4 separate regions of the Mus musculus genome follow, and regions 1, 2 and 3 are each linked to region 4. The links are chromatin contacts, called in public HiChIP or PLAC-seq and capture Hi-C maps. All regions are on one chromosome and are shown on one strand. The core of a region is the stretch at or near the end of the contact, and the rest is flanking DNA. Distances in the headings are between cores, read along the strand shown. Region 1 overlaps Etl4 (enhancer trap locus 4). Region 2 overlaps Etl4 (enhancer trap locus 4). Region 3 overlaps Etl4 (enhancer trap locus 4). Region 4 overlaps Etl4 (enhancer trap locus 4).

The links. HiChIP or PLAC-seq counts read pairs in DNA pulled down with a chosen protein or histone mark. Capture Hi-C pulls out chosen DNA fragments and counts their contacts.
Region 1: an H3K27ac HiChIP or PLAC-seq map of embryonic stem cells shows a contact between it and region 4, with 2.6 times the contacts expected there. The contact joins two enhancer-like sites. A contact is called at or near these places in 1 of 115 datasets of contacts at active chromatin or transcription factors (embryonic stem cells) and 1 of 9 other capture datasets (embryonic stem cells).
Region 2: an H3K27ac HiChIP or PLAC-seq map of embryonic stem cells shows a contact between it and region 4, with 7 read pairs. The contact joins two enhancer-like sites. A contact is called at or near these places in 1 of 484 Hi-C or Micro-C datasets (embryonic stem cells), 7 of 115 datasets of contacts at active chromatin or transcription factors (embryonic stem cells, epiblast stem cells and stem cell-derived neural progenitor cells) and 1 of 9 other capture datasets (embryonic stem cells).
Region 3: a capture Hi-C map of embryonic stem cells shows a contact between it and region 4, with 4 times the contacts expected there. The contact joins two enhancer-like sites. A contact is called at or near these places in 3 of 484 Hi-C or Micro-C datasets (embryonic stem cells and trophoblast stem cells), 1 of 115 datasets of contacts at active chromatin or transcription factors (embryonic stem cells) and 1 of 9 other capture datasets (embryonic stem cells).

What each region holds. Positions count from the first base shown.
Region 1 is chr2:20,751,172-20,754,997 of GRCm38.p6, forward strand. The region is part of intron 7 of Etl4 (enhancer trap locus 4); the gene reads left to right. Among named protein-coding and RNA genes, the nearest start is that of Arhgap21, 210 kb to the right of the region's middle. Within about 2 kb of position 2,315, at least 51 of the 459 cell types and tissues checked have an H3K27ac peak or open chromatin away from gene starts, as enhancers often do. A contact at or near this core is called in embryonic stem cells, where this site is marked.
Region 2 is chr2:20,667,556-20,671,623 of GRCm38.p6, forward strand. All of the region lies in intron 4 of Etl4 (enhancer trap locus 4), which reads left to right. Among named protein-coding and RNA genes, the nearest start is that of Arhgap21, 300 kb to the right of the region's middle. Within about 2 kb of position 2,251, at least 16 of the 459 cell types and tissues checked have an H3K27ac peak or open chromatin away from gene starts, as enhancers often do. A contact at or near this core is called in embryonic stem cells, where this site is marked.
Region 3 is chr2:20,778,335-20,781,899 of GRCm38.p6, forward strand. Etl4 (enhancer trap locus 4) reads left to right here. Exons shown (of 22, transcript NM_001081006.1): 12 at 2,608-2,738; 13 at 3,464-3,565. Among named protein-coding and RNA genes, the nearest start is that of Arhgap21, 190 kb to the right of the region's middle. Within about 2 kb of position 1,542, at least 18 of the 459 cell types and tissues checked have an H3K27ac peak or open chromatin away from gene starts, as enhancers often do. A contact at or near this core is called in embryonic stem cells, where this site is marked.
Region 4 is chr2:20,392,882-20,396,829 of GRCm38.p6, forward strand. All of the region lies in intron 2 of Etl4 (enhancer trap locus 4), which reads left to right. Among named protein-coding and RNA genes, the nearest start is that of Gm17171, 62 kb to the left of the region's middle. Within about 2 kb of position 1,425, at least 11 of the 459 cell types and tissues checked have an H3K27ac peak or open chromatin away from gene starts, as enhancers often do. A contact at or near this core is called in embryonic stem cells, where this site is marked.

The sequences.
Region 1 (3,826 bases), core at 1,065-3,564, 360 kb after region 4:
CCCAAATGCTATACTCTTAACCCATCTGACAAGAACACCTACTGTGGCATTTTGGTTTGGTTTTGGTTTTGAGGATGCCTGGGAGATGTTTTCCTGTCTTCTTGAAAGTGACAGAGTCTCCTAGCAAAGCAGGGAACAGGGAAGACATGCCAAGCCCAGTGCCTCTCTGAGTCTTGAGCTGCTTGGGGGAAGATCTCTTCATGGTGTTTCAGAGTCCAGCTGGGAAGTTAGTACACATTTTTTTCCTTGAAAACAATGTGGAGCAAAAGGACTAATAATACACTTTAGGGTAAAGAGGCTTCTGTGGGCCAGCTGGAAATCCAACCACCATTTAGTCCAAGTCCTAAACAATGAAAGTACAAGTAAACTTTTCAATTACAACCCTACCATAATTGGTTGGGGGTGGGGGAGAATGCTTGTACATAATTAATTCCAAAGCAGTGATATAGACTGTAATTGCTAAGAATTCAGAAACAGGAGCACTTTCCTAAGTCAGGCCCATCTGGGAGCTCCGTGATAATCCTCCGATGCTCTGGGATTTATGGTCTGCACATAATGAAAGAAGAAGAAGAAGGCCAACTGGTGTTTATCCAAAACTGGCTATATTTCTACCATTACAGTACCTATAAAATGACATCATGAAAGGGTGTTTTGCCAGTCTGAGAAATCAAGTAGGTGCTTATATGTTGAATTATTACTACATTTCCCAGGAATATAACCTCATTGGTAAAGAATATTTGGTAGGTATGCAATAGACCACTAAGCTCATGCAACAGATGTCTAATAAATATTTTAGCCATCTATCAGATATATGAAGATAGTTCTCCCTATACTTACTCCAAAAATAACCTGTCCAAAATACCAGGGAATGGCCACTATAAAGTCTGAGCTACTTTAAACAAACCAGCTTCTCCAGAGAAACAGATGTTACCTGTCACTAGTTAGGTCCAATTAAAACACGACTGTCTCTCCAGAGGTGTTGTCAATCAGAAGCCTTGAGTCTGGCTCAAGGAAAATGGAGTCGCCCCAAGCAATTTAACATTCAGACAACTCTTTTTGGTTCCCAAGCAGAACCTCTCCAAAGAGAAGAATCAAGGCTTAGGGACAGATCCAGCCTCCAGGAAGCTGTAGAAATCAGTGTGATTGCCCTGGGCCTGAAAACAAGGCTCGTCTATGTAACTCAGGCTCTCGTGATGCCCACACCATGTCTTAGCTGGGTTAGGATTCATTGTCTCTCCAATTGATGGTCAAGTGGGTGACATTTATCCTTATTTAAACTCTAGGCCTTAGTTTTCATGAATGATGTGATTCAAAATAACAGCTAACTGTAAGCATCAATTCCTGCTTTCCAAAAGTGGTAGGTCTTTTTTATTTAAAAAAAAAAACAAAAACTAATATTACTTACTGTACTGCTGTGAAAGAAGTCATGCCCTCCTTGTCCACCCTCAGAGACAAAAGGGGTTTGGAGGCCACTTGTCCTGAAGCCTGACTTTACAGAAAATAAAAAGGAGAGACAGTCCAGAATGTGATAACTGGAGCCATTTGAATAAACTGGGGTCTCGACATGATGCTGCCTCTATGCTGTTTGTAATAAAGGTAATAGGGCCCTACTTCCTCTATCACCCACGAGCCACTAGAAAGGTGACAGGCAGTAAGAACATTAGGGCGGTATCAGATAAGAAATGTCTTCCTTCTTTATCTGAGTCGTTCTTTTTGGATTGGTTTGGTATGGTATCGTATGGTATGGTGTGGAGTGCTGACTAAAATCTCAAGAGTTTTGCCTACCACTGCCTCCTGAGTGCTGAGATTAAAGCCGTGTGCTACCACTACCACAACCCAGCTTTGAGTCATTTTATTTCTCTGGCCTTCATGCTAGAATTTTATAGATTAAGTAGGTAGGAGCCAGGCACAGGAGACACACGTGTAATTCCCAGAAGCTCAGGAGGCTGAGGCACGAAGATCAGGAGTTAACAACAATGCAGACAATGATGGGAAATCCTGTCAAAGAAAAGGCTGACTCCTATGAGGATGTTCCTCCACTCACCCACCCACTCCAGAAAAGGCTGGCATGGGGGACCTTGTTTTCTCAGGCACCCGAGGGCCTTTCCCCATAGTGCTGTCAGTTGCAGATAAATAATAATCTGTAGCAGGAGTGAACAACTATTTCTACCAGTTTGTACCTGTACTTAACAAAAGAAAAAAGAAATGCCATTTCAGAGCGTGAATATTGAAGTGCACCCTCAGGGAAGAGAAAGAAACTTCAAAATTGATTTTGTGTTGGCTCATTCTGGGGTGTGGTAGCTAGAGTCACCGCCTGGCAGAGCCAACAGGAAATGAAACGCTTTACCCTGGGCTGTGTGTCACCATAGCCAGAAAGCCATAGTCCCTGTATTCTGCAGTCAAACTAGTGATGTTTCCTAAGAACCCTTCCTTTGCTGATATTCAGTGTCTGCTGTAACATTAAGGGATCACCCATCATGGGTTCTGTGCAGTGCTAAGGAAATAAGTACAGACCCCATTTTGTGACTCAGAAAGTCCGGTAATCAAGAAAAGTCTCTTCGATATAAAATCAGAAAGCTATCACGTTATGCTGCCACCCAGATCCAGAAAACAACTAAGTCTCGTCACTTGACTTGGGGCTATTTTCAGGTCCCAACTAGTACAGTCTGCTCACAGAAAGTAAACTGTGAAGGAGATTAACTGCTGGGAGTGTTTCCCGACTGCATTTACTGTGCTGGGAAGAGCCTCATTGGGCTTCAGTACACCTTAGGAGCCCTGGCCTGGGTGTGTCTGAGCTTTGATCCACTTGCCTGAACTTGGCACACCCTTCTTTTCCCCTTTCAGTCAGGATCACTGAACCAGAATGGGAAGAATTATGAGTGCCAAATAAGTTCCTCCTAACTGCAACTCTAGGATCCCAATTTCTGCTGGATTTTAGACATGATCTTTCTAGGAGACCAAGGGCATCTCTGTTAACAATGGCAGAGTCTTTTGACTCTGTGACCTCTCAGTATTGAGACTTGAGATGTGTGTGTCTTTGCTATCTTTGTAACAAAATATCTAAGGCTAAGGGGAAGGGCCCATGGATCATGGGTTCAGAGATTCCAGTACATGTTCACTTAACCCTGTCACCTTGAGCCTGAGCTGTACTTTTATCAAAGTGACGTATGTATCAGAAGACGTCTTTGTAATTTATGGCAGCCAGGAAGCAAAGCAAGGCAAAATGAGCCAAGGTCACGTATTCCTGTCAAGAGCATACTCACCCACTTCCTAAAGCTCGCACTCCCCCAGTCCTACCACAGACTAGGAATGAATCCTTTACCACACCAGCCTTTGGGAGACATTGAAGATCCAAATGCTGGCAGACCTTTGGCATCCTCAGCCATGATCTCCACTGCATGTGTGCTGGCCCCTGGGTCTCAACTTAGCAGGGACTTACCTGCTTTGAAGACTGCATTTGTGGTTGCACCTGCATGGTGCTTTCAGGATGGTGTCTTAGTTGCTTAACTTGTCCCCAGTAGGGTAACTTTGAGCAGAAATGGAAAATGAATAGATTAGTTACTTGCAAGGCTTCAAGCATAGCAAGAGGACCTGGATTCTGGTGTTCTGTTGACTTCATCCCTTAACAGCATCTTTAGTTAATTAGGGAGTGTTTCCTCTCATACCGTAGAAACAGGGCGTGAACAAGCAAGGGCTTGAAACCTGTTCACTATCCAATTGTGAAAAATACCTTCAGTCCTTGTAAGAATAAGAGTTCAATTCTATCAGTGTTCTACCTGCAGGGACACTGATCTTGTGGAAGGCCCTGTGCGGATACAATGGACCC
Region 2 (4,068 bases), core at 1,001-3,500, 280 kb after region 4:
GAGATCTGACGCCCTCTTCTGGTGTATCTGAAGCTACAGTGTACTTACAAGTAATAAATAAATAAATAAATAAGTCTTTAAAAAAAAAAAAAAGAATGAGACAACTTAGCTGGGCAGTGATGGCGCACGCCTTTAATCTCAGCACTCGGGAGGAAGAGACAGGCGGATTTCTGAGTTCGAGGCCAACCTGGTCTACAGAATGAGTTTCAGGACAGCTGGGACTACACAGAGAAATCCTGTCTCAAAAAACAAAAAAATAAATAAAAAGAGACACTTTGGCCCTTTCAGATTAATAGTGGAGTAATACACATTTAACTTTCTTCCATGTCTTTTTGCTACTGGTAGTTAATTTCCCTTTAGCACTAAATAATATCCCATCATCTAGATCAGTCAGTTTATCCATATTCACCCTCTGTGATGGTTTGAATATGCTTGGCCCAGGGATTGGCTCTATTAGGAGGTGTGGCTTTACTGGAGTAGGTGTGTCACTGTGGGCATCGACTTTAAGACCTTCATCCTAGCTGCCTGAAATCGAGTCTTCTCCAAGCTGCCTTCAGAACAAGAGGTGGAACTCAGCTCCTCCTGCACCATGCCTGTCTGGATGCTGCCATGCTCCCACCTTGATGATAATGGATTGAACCTGTAAACCAGCCCCAATTAAACGTTGTATTTTGTAAGAGATGCCTTGGTTGTGATGTCTGTATACAGCAGTAAGATCCAAACTAAGACACCCTCTGATAAACATCTTTGTTGATTTCAAGTTTGGATAGTTATAAATAGAATAAAGCTGCTGATGAAAAAGTATAATGTAAAAGCAAAGTTCTAGGCCTTTAGGCCCAGGCTTGAGAATGTGACCTTTGTGACTCAATGTTCCAAGGTATGCTAATCATAAAACAGATTGCTACATTCCTTCACCCACCCGCTTCCTGGGTTCAAGGAGTGTTCATTCAAAGAAAGTCACCCTGACCCACCCTGACCTTTGCTGGAACCCTCTATGCAAATGTGCTATTGTTAGGGGCTCTTAGAAACTGCCTTGAGAAATAACCCGCACAATTACCAGGTATTCCTTGTGACTCTTGTGACTTTGCACTTCCTTGTGACTCTTAACTGGTATTTTTGGTATTTTCCAACAACACCCTCCCCACCTCCTTGAGTTGTGGTTTCTTTCTTTAATACCCCCTTACCGAGCTACTTGGGGTGCCATGGTCCTCTACCCCTGCGTGGTGTATGACGGTGGGTCCGAGAGTGCTCTTGAAATAAAAGTCCTCTTGCAGTTTGCGGCGAGACCATTTCTCGTGAGTGATTTGGGGTGTTGCCCCTCCTGAGTCAGAACGTGGGGGAGTCCTCACGTTGTGGGTCTTTCATTGAGAACATCTGTGTGTAGGCTTCTTTGAATAAATTCCAGATAGCAGGATTATAGATCATATGAGGAGGTTTTTTAATTCGGCTTCATTGTAGATCCCTTTAAGGGTAACTCTTATAGGGTTTATTTTTATGTCTGTATGTACACACACTTGCACCTGAATGCAGATGCCTGCAGAGGCCAGAAGAGTGTCAGATTCCTGGGGCTGAAGCTGTAGATCATTGTGAGTCACCCAGTATGGCTACTGAGAACCACGTCCAAGCCCTCTGCAAGAGCAGGTGTAAGACCCGAAGAGCCTTACATCCAGGATGTCCCACTCACAGAAACACAGAGATGGAGATCGATACAACAAGCTAGAGGTTTATTGATCCAGTGCGCTGGGACTGTCCTGCAACCAGGAATCTCCTAAGCACACACTTTTTATACAGTTTAAGGGTAGACTTAGGTAACAACTTGAGTTGGTTTAAGCCCATTGTTGGCCTATGCTGACCTTTTCATTCCCCCCTTTAGAAATGGTAATTAGCCTCTCCCTTCCGGAGGGGCAATTGTTTCAAGACCTTCCCAAAGTTCCTAAGCAGCATTGATGGCCCCAGGTGAGGTGAAGTCTTAGTCACCAGAAGAGGGAACTAAAACCTTTTTGGTTGTTACCTGCATCTGCCTCTGTAGGTCGGGGCTTCCTTGTAAAGCTTGTTTTGCTGCTTCATTCCGGAAAGGGAGTGTTCAGCACAACCTTTTAGCGGAAGATCCCCAGTGTGCAATTCTAGCAAGGTATTTCAGTGGTCATCTTATGTTCTCTAAGGTCACACACAGGATGCTCCCTTAACTGCTGTGCCATCTCTTCAGCTCCCAGCATGGGCTTTTGCATTAACTCTTGATTTTCAAAAACATGAGATCGAGGCAATGTTGTGGCTGCTAAGGTATTTGTAGAGGCCTTGAGCTCTGCACTAGAGGCTGCTGTGTACCTGTAGCTCCTTGATTTTACAGCACTGCCTCTTCAGATGTTACCCAGGGATGTGAGATGCCATTGCTGTCTGACCCTGGCCACAGAGCCTGGTCCTGGTTACCTTTTTGTAGCTGTGACAAAAAATCATGAACAAAAGCAATTCGTGTAAGGAAGAGTTTATTTTGGCTTGTGGTTCCAGAGGGAGAATCCATAACACCAGAGAGACATGACAGCAGCTGGCCAGAGCAGGAAACTGAGAGATCACATCTCAGTGGCGCACAAGGAGCAGTGTAAACCAGAAATGCAGTGAGACTATAAACTTTCAGATTCCACCCCCAGTGATGTGGACTGGAGGCTCCCTGTCACAGTCCTAAATGATCCATAACCTCCAGAAACAGCTGGAGACCACCTTTCAAATACAGGAGCCCCTGGGTGTTGGGAATGGGCAACACTTTTATGCACACTTCAACAGGCTGAGTGGGGAAACCTATTCTGCATTATACTTCTATATGGAGCATACTTTGTCTTTGTAGTTCTCAGGATGTGCTGTGTGGAGGCTTGGCACCCTGATGGTGGACTCTGAAGTGGACAGACCTCAAACTCCCTCCGCCTTTACACATTTGCCCAGAGATAAACCTGCTGTGTTTATAATTATTCTATGTGAATAATTCTATGTTGCTTCTGAGTATTTCGACAGTGAGAGAGATGTTGAGGGGCTAAGCATGATTTATTCTCCAAGGGACTCTTAGGACATGTATTTGGAGAGGAATTAAAAGCAGTAGGGCATACATAAATGCATGTATGTATGTATATTCGTTGTGTCTGTTCACATAGCCATAAATATAAGCGGTTCTCTGTATTCGCTAGTTCTGAATCCTTTGATATAACCAGCTACAGGCCAGAATTATTACAGGACTGTGGATAATGCTCAGTAGTACAATTCTTGTCCAGCATGTCCAAGACCCTGCCTGGCCCTAACATAAAAGTCTTTGAAAAAAAATAAGTTGAATCTGTGCCACATATGCACAGACTTTCTTTTCCTTGTCACTGTTCCTTAACATATAATAATTACTTAAGTAGATTTTCAGGTTGTGTTAGGTGTTTGGAGGTCAGGGGATTCCACCAGTTTCTACTCAAGGCATTCAAGCACCTCCATCACTAGACTGTGGTGTCTCATGAGATCTTGCCTCTAGTCCACTGTGGATGCTGAGAGACCACTCCTGGCATGAAAGGTATGAACTTATCATTTAAGAGAGCCAGTCCCGAGCTGGGCGTGGTGGCGCAAGCCTTTAATCCCAGCACTTGGGAGGCAGAGGCAGGCGGATTTCTGAGTTCGAGGCCAGCCTGGTCTACAAAGTGAGTTCCAGGACAGCCAGGGCTACACAGAGAAACCCTGTCTTGAAAAAAAAAAAAAAAGAGAGAGAGAGAGAGAGAGAGAGAGCCAGTCCCAGTCAGATGATAGCCAAACAAGGCTACCTCATGCCTAGGGCTGGCCAAACAGCAGCACCAAGAAAGAAATGTACTCAGCCAGGTTCCGATGCCCTCAGCTTTCCTTCAGACTTGCCTTCCGTCAGGTGCTCCAGCCATCTAAGTAAACACTCACTCGCTGAAGTTCTCAACAGAACTTTGTGACATTTCTCCTTCACCCTCTTTTCAGAGGTTAGAAAGGATTAAAAGAAAGCTAGTTCCCTCCCACAAATGTGAAAAACACTGTCCCGTAGAGTTTGGTTTTTTTAAATAATTTCCATGAAAAATCACCCCA
Region 3 (3,565 bases), core at 292-2,791, 390 kb after region 4:
TGTCCCTCCTTTAAGGTCTGGGAAACTCAGCAGGCCCCATGACAGTATATCTCTGGGCCAGGAAAATGTGGGGCATCCTTAGAAAACCACAGGGTTGGGGATTGGCAGGAGAATTGGGTCCATGGTCCTAATCACATCTCACAGTTGAACGGTATCATTCTCCTTGGCTTGGTGTCTTCTATGGGTCATACTCCTGCTTTGGAGACCTGCTTGGTACCTGTCTAGGCTGTGCTTGCAAAGACTGTAAGATCATGGGAGCCCACAATAGACCCTGAAAACCAACTCTAGAAAGTTGTCTTCTGCCTTCTGCATGCACAGTCACACAACACTAATTTAAAAGTTATGGAATACATATATATCTCCTTAATATTATCATATCTGTTTCTTATACCTTAAACAGACATAGACTAGGGTAACTGGGTGGATCCGTATGACAGGAGAGCGAGCTTAGGTAAGATATTCTAGAACCTGGCTCAGGGCTACTGAGAAGTAACGCCTGCTCTTTGCTGGCCCTTCTCTGTCCCTTTCCCTTCCTTCTAAATTCCAGAAAAGAAATACTCTGGTAGAACTGTTAGGCTTGGGTCCTCTGAACATGAGGACAGAGGAGTGAAAGTGGGGATTAAAGAACAGAAAAAAAAAATGAGTCAATATCTTTCATGGTTTTCTACTTGGAAATAACAGCTTCTAATAAGAGTCAGACTAAGTTCAGTTTAACAAACAATGGGCTTCTTTTCAACAAAGGCAGAATAAAAAGCAGCTTAAGGCCATGCTGAAATCTGGAGGCCCCATGAATGTCTGACGTCTTCTTGAGCAAAGCCTACCTATTTCAAAAGCCCATTGATGACTTTCAAAAGGCCGTCTGCACTCATTTTCAGCAGCACTGTCTCTTTTTCAATCTCTGAATTAATAAAAGTGGCCTTCAGAGCTCGAAATAGGAATCACAAGCACATGAATTGGCAGAATAATGGTGTCAGAGGTTCCCTGCTGCCCGTCAAAGGGGAGCAGAGTTTGGGGAACTTTGGGTTGCAGGGATATGATGCGCAGGAGGCAGACTGGGTAAGAGAAACTAAAATAGGAGTTTATCTGGATGGAGTGGCTTTGGGTCATGGAACATCTCCTTGGAGGAGTATTTGCATATTGACCAGTTTGTGGGTGGTTGAAGGAACTGGGGGCCCTGGAGTCTTAGCTTGGAAGGGCTTCATCAAAGCCTGAAAGAATGCAGGAGACTGCTTGGTCTACCAGGGAACCTCCCTCACCAATGGACCATTTAGAGGTCTGACAAGGATTGGCCCAGCTCCACCCCAAGGAGCAGCAGCTGCATGTGCCCTGTAGGTATGCTCACCTAACACCAGGTGTGTTTAACAGATGCAGACCCTAACGGGGCATCCTTTCATCAGAGATTTCTGTATCAGAATGGCTGGCATCACCAAATACTTCATCCCCCTGCTCAGAAGAGGTCAGATGTGTCACGTGTGACTTCATCCTTGTTGAATGTATGTCCTGCCCTGCTGGACTCCCTCCTGTGGCTGCATTAGCTCCTTTCTACTCACTCACCTAGAGGAAAGGGCCCATGTCTTGTGAGGCCATCCTCTCCTCCACTAAGGCGCCAGGAAGTACAGCCGCCATTCACTTACTGCCACCTAGTGGTCTTGCATTTCTTAGCACCCTCGTCCTTTAAGAGCTTTCTCTTGAATTTGCAGGCAACTTGAAAGGATACAAACACATCTGGGCAAATTGTTTTTGTTGTTTCAAGTGGAAGAATATAACTTGGCTGTGTTGGAGTTGATATCTGTTCTCTCTCTCCATCCCAACCCCTCCATCCGTCCCTCCCTCCCTCCAGAAATCAGATCTCTAAGTTCTTAGTTGTGAGAGAAGAGAGACAGTCATTAATGATGGGACAGTCAGGTACACTAGAGAGAGGCTATCCATTAGGGGATTTTGAGGGCAGTTTTGCTCTCTCTTTCCCAGGGATATTTGACCATGTCAAGGGACATTCACATGTGTCACAAATTATTGGAATTTGTGATTGCTTGCTACTGCTACTCAGCAGGAAGGGGCCAAGGATGCACATCCTTCATTGTGTAAGACAGCCCTGCACTAAAAATGAAGCTATATGGTTCAAAATGTCAGGTACTAAAATTGAGAAACCTGGTTGTCTAAAGTGAGCTAACACACTTCACTGTAGTACTGGTTCATACCCCCCTCTTAGGCTACCCCCAGCCCCCATCTTCTGCCTCCATCCTAATCTATCAGGACTCTCTCCCCTCTGTCTTTCTCTCCCTCCATTCCTGGTCACCAAGTGTGCACATTGTTCTCTTGGCTGGCATGAATACAACTGAAAGTTAAGAATGTATCAAGTGCCCACTCCACCCCCACCCGGGACCAATCTGAACCACAAATGACAGACACGGGAGAGCTCTCCCGTTGCTACCTTACATAGCCATGCAATATTGCAAAGCAAACTACTATCGACTGTGCTCCCACCTCCTCCTTGGAAGCTTAAGATAGGGCTGGGACACAGCAGAAAATGGGAGAGCCCCTGCTCCTGCACGTGTCCTTTCTGAGACCCTCCATGCTCAGTTCCATCTGCTCTCTGCCTCCCCACAGTGAGCTGGAGGACTTTGTTGAGGACTTGAAGAAGGACTCTTCCTCCACTGGCAGAGTGGTGACCCTGAAAGATGTGGAAGATGGGGCTTTCCTCCTGCGACAAGTGGGAGAAGCTGTGGCCACTCTCAAAGGTGAGCCTTCCACTGGAAGTGTGTTGCTTGGAATGTTTATGAAGCTTTCAGCTGGGCGGTGGTGGCGCACACCTTTAATCCCACCAATTGGGAGGCAGAGGCAGGCGGATTTCTGAGTTTAAGGCCAGCCTAGTCTACAGAGTGAGTTCCAGGACAGCCAGGGCTACACAGAGAAAAACCTGTCTCGAAAAACCAAAAAAAAAAAAAAAAAAAAAAAAAAAAATCAAAAACCAAAAAAACCGAAGAAGCTTTCAAATCTGGACCTACCATCCCATCCTACTTGGGAGGCTGAGGCAGGAGGATCCCTTAAAGTCAGTTGAGACCAGATTAGGGAAACAGTAATACTTTGTTTCAAATAGACATGTAAATAAATAAACAATCCTTCAAACAGTAAAAGATTCATTCAAGACTTCTTAGAGGACCTTTATAAAGGATGCTGAAGATGGAAACTAAACCATACAACTAAAACTTTCCCTTTTACTGAACTTACAGACATACCAAACTCGTTGAAAACAAACCCTAACTTTTTAGCCTTATCCATAATACACAGGGAATGGACCCAGAGGGGCTGTGACCTTATCCAAGGTCACTCAGTTTGACCATAAGATTTCACCCCGTTGCTTCCCGACTTGGTATTTCTCTGTGCTACCCTAGGTCACAGGAGTGGGGTGGGCATTGTCACTCTGCCTTCCTATTCTAAAAATCACTGCTGGTTTGGCCTGTAGGAGAATTTCCAACTTTGCAAAATAAGATGCGTGCTGTCCTGCGCATAGAAGTTGAGGCAGTAAGGTTCCTGAAGGAAGAGCCACACAAGCTGGACAGTCTCC
Region 4 (3,948 bases), core at 175-2,674:
CAGAGCATTTTCTTACTGGTGATTGATGGAAGAGGGCCCAGCCCATGGCAGGTGGTGCCATCCCTGGGCTGGTGGTCCTGGGATATATAAGAAAGCAGACAGAGCAAGCCATCAGGAGCAAACTAGTAAGCATTGGCCAGGGGTCTTGGTGTCAAGGTACATTGCTAGAGTACTTACCTAGCATGTAAAGCCTTGGGGTCAACCCTAAGCATTACAAAATGATGCTGTATCAGTTCCTGCCTGCAGGTTCCTATCCTGCCTGAGTTCCCGCTTCCTTGCTTTGGATGATGAACTGTTCTATGGAACTGTGAGTAAAATAAAGCTTTCCCTTCCCTAATTTCTTTCAGTCGTGATGTGTTATCACAACAATAGAGGCCCTAACTACGACAACAAAGAATTGTAATAACCACCAATGAGTCAATAATCCTCGGCTTGCCTTCCTGCACTCAATACAGGGACCGCTGAACTCACCCATCCTGCCCTGCTTAGCATAGATTCTTCCCTTAGCTTTATCAGTACCATATTGTCCTTTCCTCCTCCTTCTCTGGCATGGCTTGCCCAGACTCATCTGCAAGCTCTTTCTTGCCATTCCATGTTGATGTTCCCTGAGGCTCCAGCCCAGGCCACAGCCACTGTCTTCCTTCTCCAGCCCCATGGTTGCAGATACCAAATGGGTAAAATAATGCCATGTTTATGTCTCACACTGCTATGATTGCAGGACTCAAATCTGACACACCACACAGCAGACCAACTAACTTGTGACAACTAGCCTGTAGCAAGGTGACTTTACCAAAAAAGCCAACCCAATGCAAAATCCACCTTTCCAGGAAATAATTTAAGGGGGTTTAGATACACAAAACTGGCTTTCCCCAGAATAACTGGTGTTGTCTCACAGCAGGCACGCCTTGGGTATTTGACCTGAATCTCTTGGTTGAGAGATGTGTTTCAGTTTTACAGAGCTCAAAAACAAAAGACCTTATTTCTTGGCACTGGTTAGTTTGCCCATGTGAAGTTATATATTACACAATGGACAGGCTGCAGATAGCAGCTCTCAGAGCCTTCTCAGTGATTTCCAAACTCCTGGTAATGAAATAAAACTGCTTTAAAACTTGTCTTTGCTGTGCTCTTGTAGAGATTCCTGCTTTGGACTCCAACATCCTAAACTACTCCAAATTTCAGTCCCTTTTCTTCCCATCACTTTCTGAGGTACAAAGCAGTCTCCCCTATTGTTTGTGATGAAGACTTGGTCATCCCAATGCCCCTGTGTACCCCCTCCCTCTGCCTCTCTTCTGGGGAAGACTAGTAAATCTCCTTCTCTCTTGAATCTGGGTCTCTTGTCTTTTTCTGGTCATGTCAAGGGCACTGTCACAGTCACCATGGCTCTTATCTGCACAGCTCTCCCATTTTGCTCACCCAGTGACCTTTACTTCACCCCTTCTGTATTTTGCAACACAATAGATTATTGCATTCCTCTGCTTCAAACCTGCTGTGATTCCCCACTGCTTCTATAATAAACCCCAAATTCTTTAACCCTTCCTACTAGGTTTGCCACAGTCTGGCCCATCTCTACCTTCCTGCCTTTGACCTCCCTGTGAATTCAGAGGTCTTTCCCAGACCATGTTCCTCATGGATGCTGCCCCTTCATCCACATAGTACTGCTTTTTTTTTTTAAAGGAAAAAACAATATCAAGAGCAAACCCCAGATATTAAGTTTGTTTCACTTGGAGAGAGAGAGAGAGAGAGAGAGAGAGAGAGAGAGAGAGAGAGAGAGAGAGAGAGAGAGAGAAAACATGTATGAACTTCAACATCAAGAAATCTATTAAAACATAGGGATTATAATGTTATAATCTTTACAGATTAAACCTGGTATAAAAAGCAGTAAGGCTTGCATTAAAATAGTAACACAAGAATAGAGAAGAGAATATTCCAGAATTTGATGGCTAATTATACTTGAGAAGGATGCAGGGGGGGTGAATATTCTGAAATTAGAGTCTCGTCTTTTTTTTTTTTTTTTAATAATTAGAAGTAATAAAAGGAGATCCGAGCTTCAAGGGGAGCTAATGATGCCGGGTTAACAAAATCACCACAGGATGCTGAGGCTCTCCGAGATGTCCAAATGCTGTAAAGACAGGCAGTTGTCCTTCACAGATTTCTCGCATACCTTTTCTAAATCAGGGCCATCTGCAAGAACTCAGTGAAACTGTGACTCCTATAGCTCATTTGCTCTGCAGTTGGTCTCCTTGTCTTCAGGCAGAATTGTGCTGAGGTCAGATGTACATTCCGTATGCAGCCCTGGCCATACGGCATTGGAGGGGTACCCAGAGACGACTTCAGAAACTGCCTGGAACTGGCAGCTACAATCCCCCGTCCCTTAGAAGTAGCACACCTTCCCCTGTTTGCATTCATTCCATCCAATGGACTCTGGTCTTTGACAAGGTGAGCTAAAAGGGGGGCCAATTAATCCTCAGACAATAAGGCCAGGTTGTTTGAGTATGCAAGTTGTGTAAGATGTGGGCCTGGCACACTTAGGTTTTGGGGGTAAGAGAAGAGAACAGATGCCATTATAAGTGGCAGGGCTCCTGTGGCAACAGCTTAAGAATGCTCCACACGGTGAACAGGAAGAGGGATTAAGAATCTCATCCAAGAGAGCTGGAGGATGGCCCAACAGCTAAGAGTGCAGACTACTCGTACAAAGGACAGGGTGGTTCCCTTCACTAATGTCAGGTAGCTCCCAACTGCCTATGCCTCCAGCTCCGGGGGATCTGCTCTCTGTCCTCCTTGGGTACCTGCATACAGACACACGGGAGTACACAGAAATAAAAATAACCAGCACATTGAGGGGCCACGACTGCTTGTCATAAACTGGAAGGAGAAATAAAGTGTGGTTTAGATTATAAAGTATAGGAATGAAGAATGTTAGAAACACAGAACTGAGGTTTATGTGGACATACAGTGATAGAACACGTTCCTCACATGCACAAGTCCCTCCGTTTGATCCTCAGGACCATGGCGACCACCACCATCACCACCACCATAGACCACCACCATCACACCAGCCAAAGGGAAGACACCACAGCTATTGAATACCAGAAGCCACTAAGGCTCTAGATGGGCTGTTTCTGGTCTGTAAATAGAAAACTGTCTGTCCTGCTTTATCTACACAGACAAGAGGCTGGCTTTAAAGCCTGGACTACACAGCAGGACCTATTCTGGACCCTTTCCAGCCACTGCAGGAGCATGGTAGTTTCTCCAGGCTCTGAGAGCATTCACAGTTGGCTTTAATGGGTGCTCCGTGGGGGTCACCATCTTTACCAAAACCCATATTCCTCGACTATGGAAAAGATAACTAACTGTAATTCTCACCTGGGAAAGAAAGAAGGATGGTGAACGTCAGAGAAGAAGGAAGGCAAGGGAGAAAAACAATTTTCTAACAGAGGTTCATGACTTTGCCAGGCCCATGTTAGACAGGGCTCCAAGGCAGACTGCGCCCAACTTGTAGCTCACACTTAGCATTAAGGAAAAACCAGTATCAAAAGCAACTCTGGGAGGCTCCCTCTAACACACTCCAGAGGCTTACCATGGGTTACACAAGTCTATCTGCTGCTTCCAGGAAGATGGTCTTGTGTTATCCCTTGGAGGAGGATGGCTTAGCACTTCCACCTTCTTTGTCTGCCCACAAAGGGAGACTTAATTTGGTTTCCCTGTGCTTTGCTGGACATTGCATGCTACCTGACAAGGGTGTGCCAGCAAGTGCTGCCGATCCCTGAGCGCTTTGGGCAGCCCTTTCATTCATCTTCCTGCTCTCCCTCTCCTAGTTAACCCTAGTTAGCTGCTTTCAACCTGCGTACATCTTTGTTTCTAATGTCTGTGATCTTCACACCCTTTAGGAGTTTCCTCACCATGAAGCACGGGTCTGAGACTGTCATTATGAATGGTTATGTCAGTAGC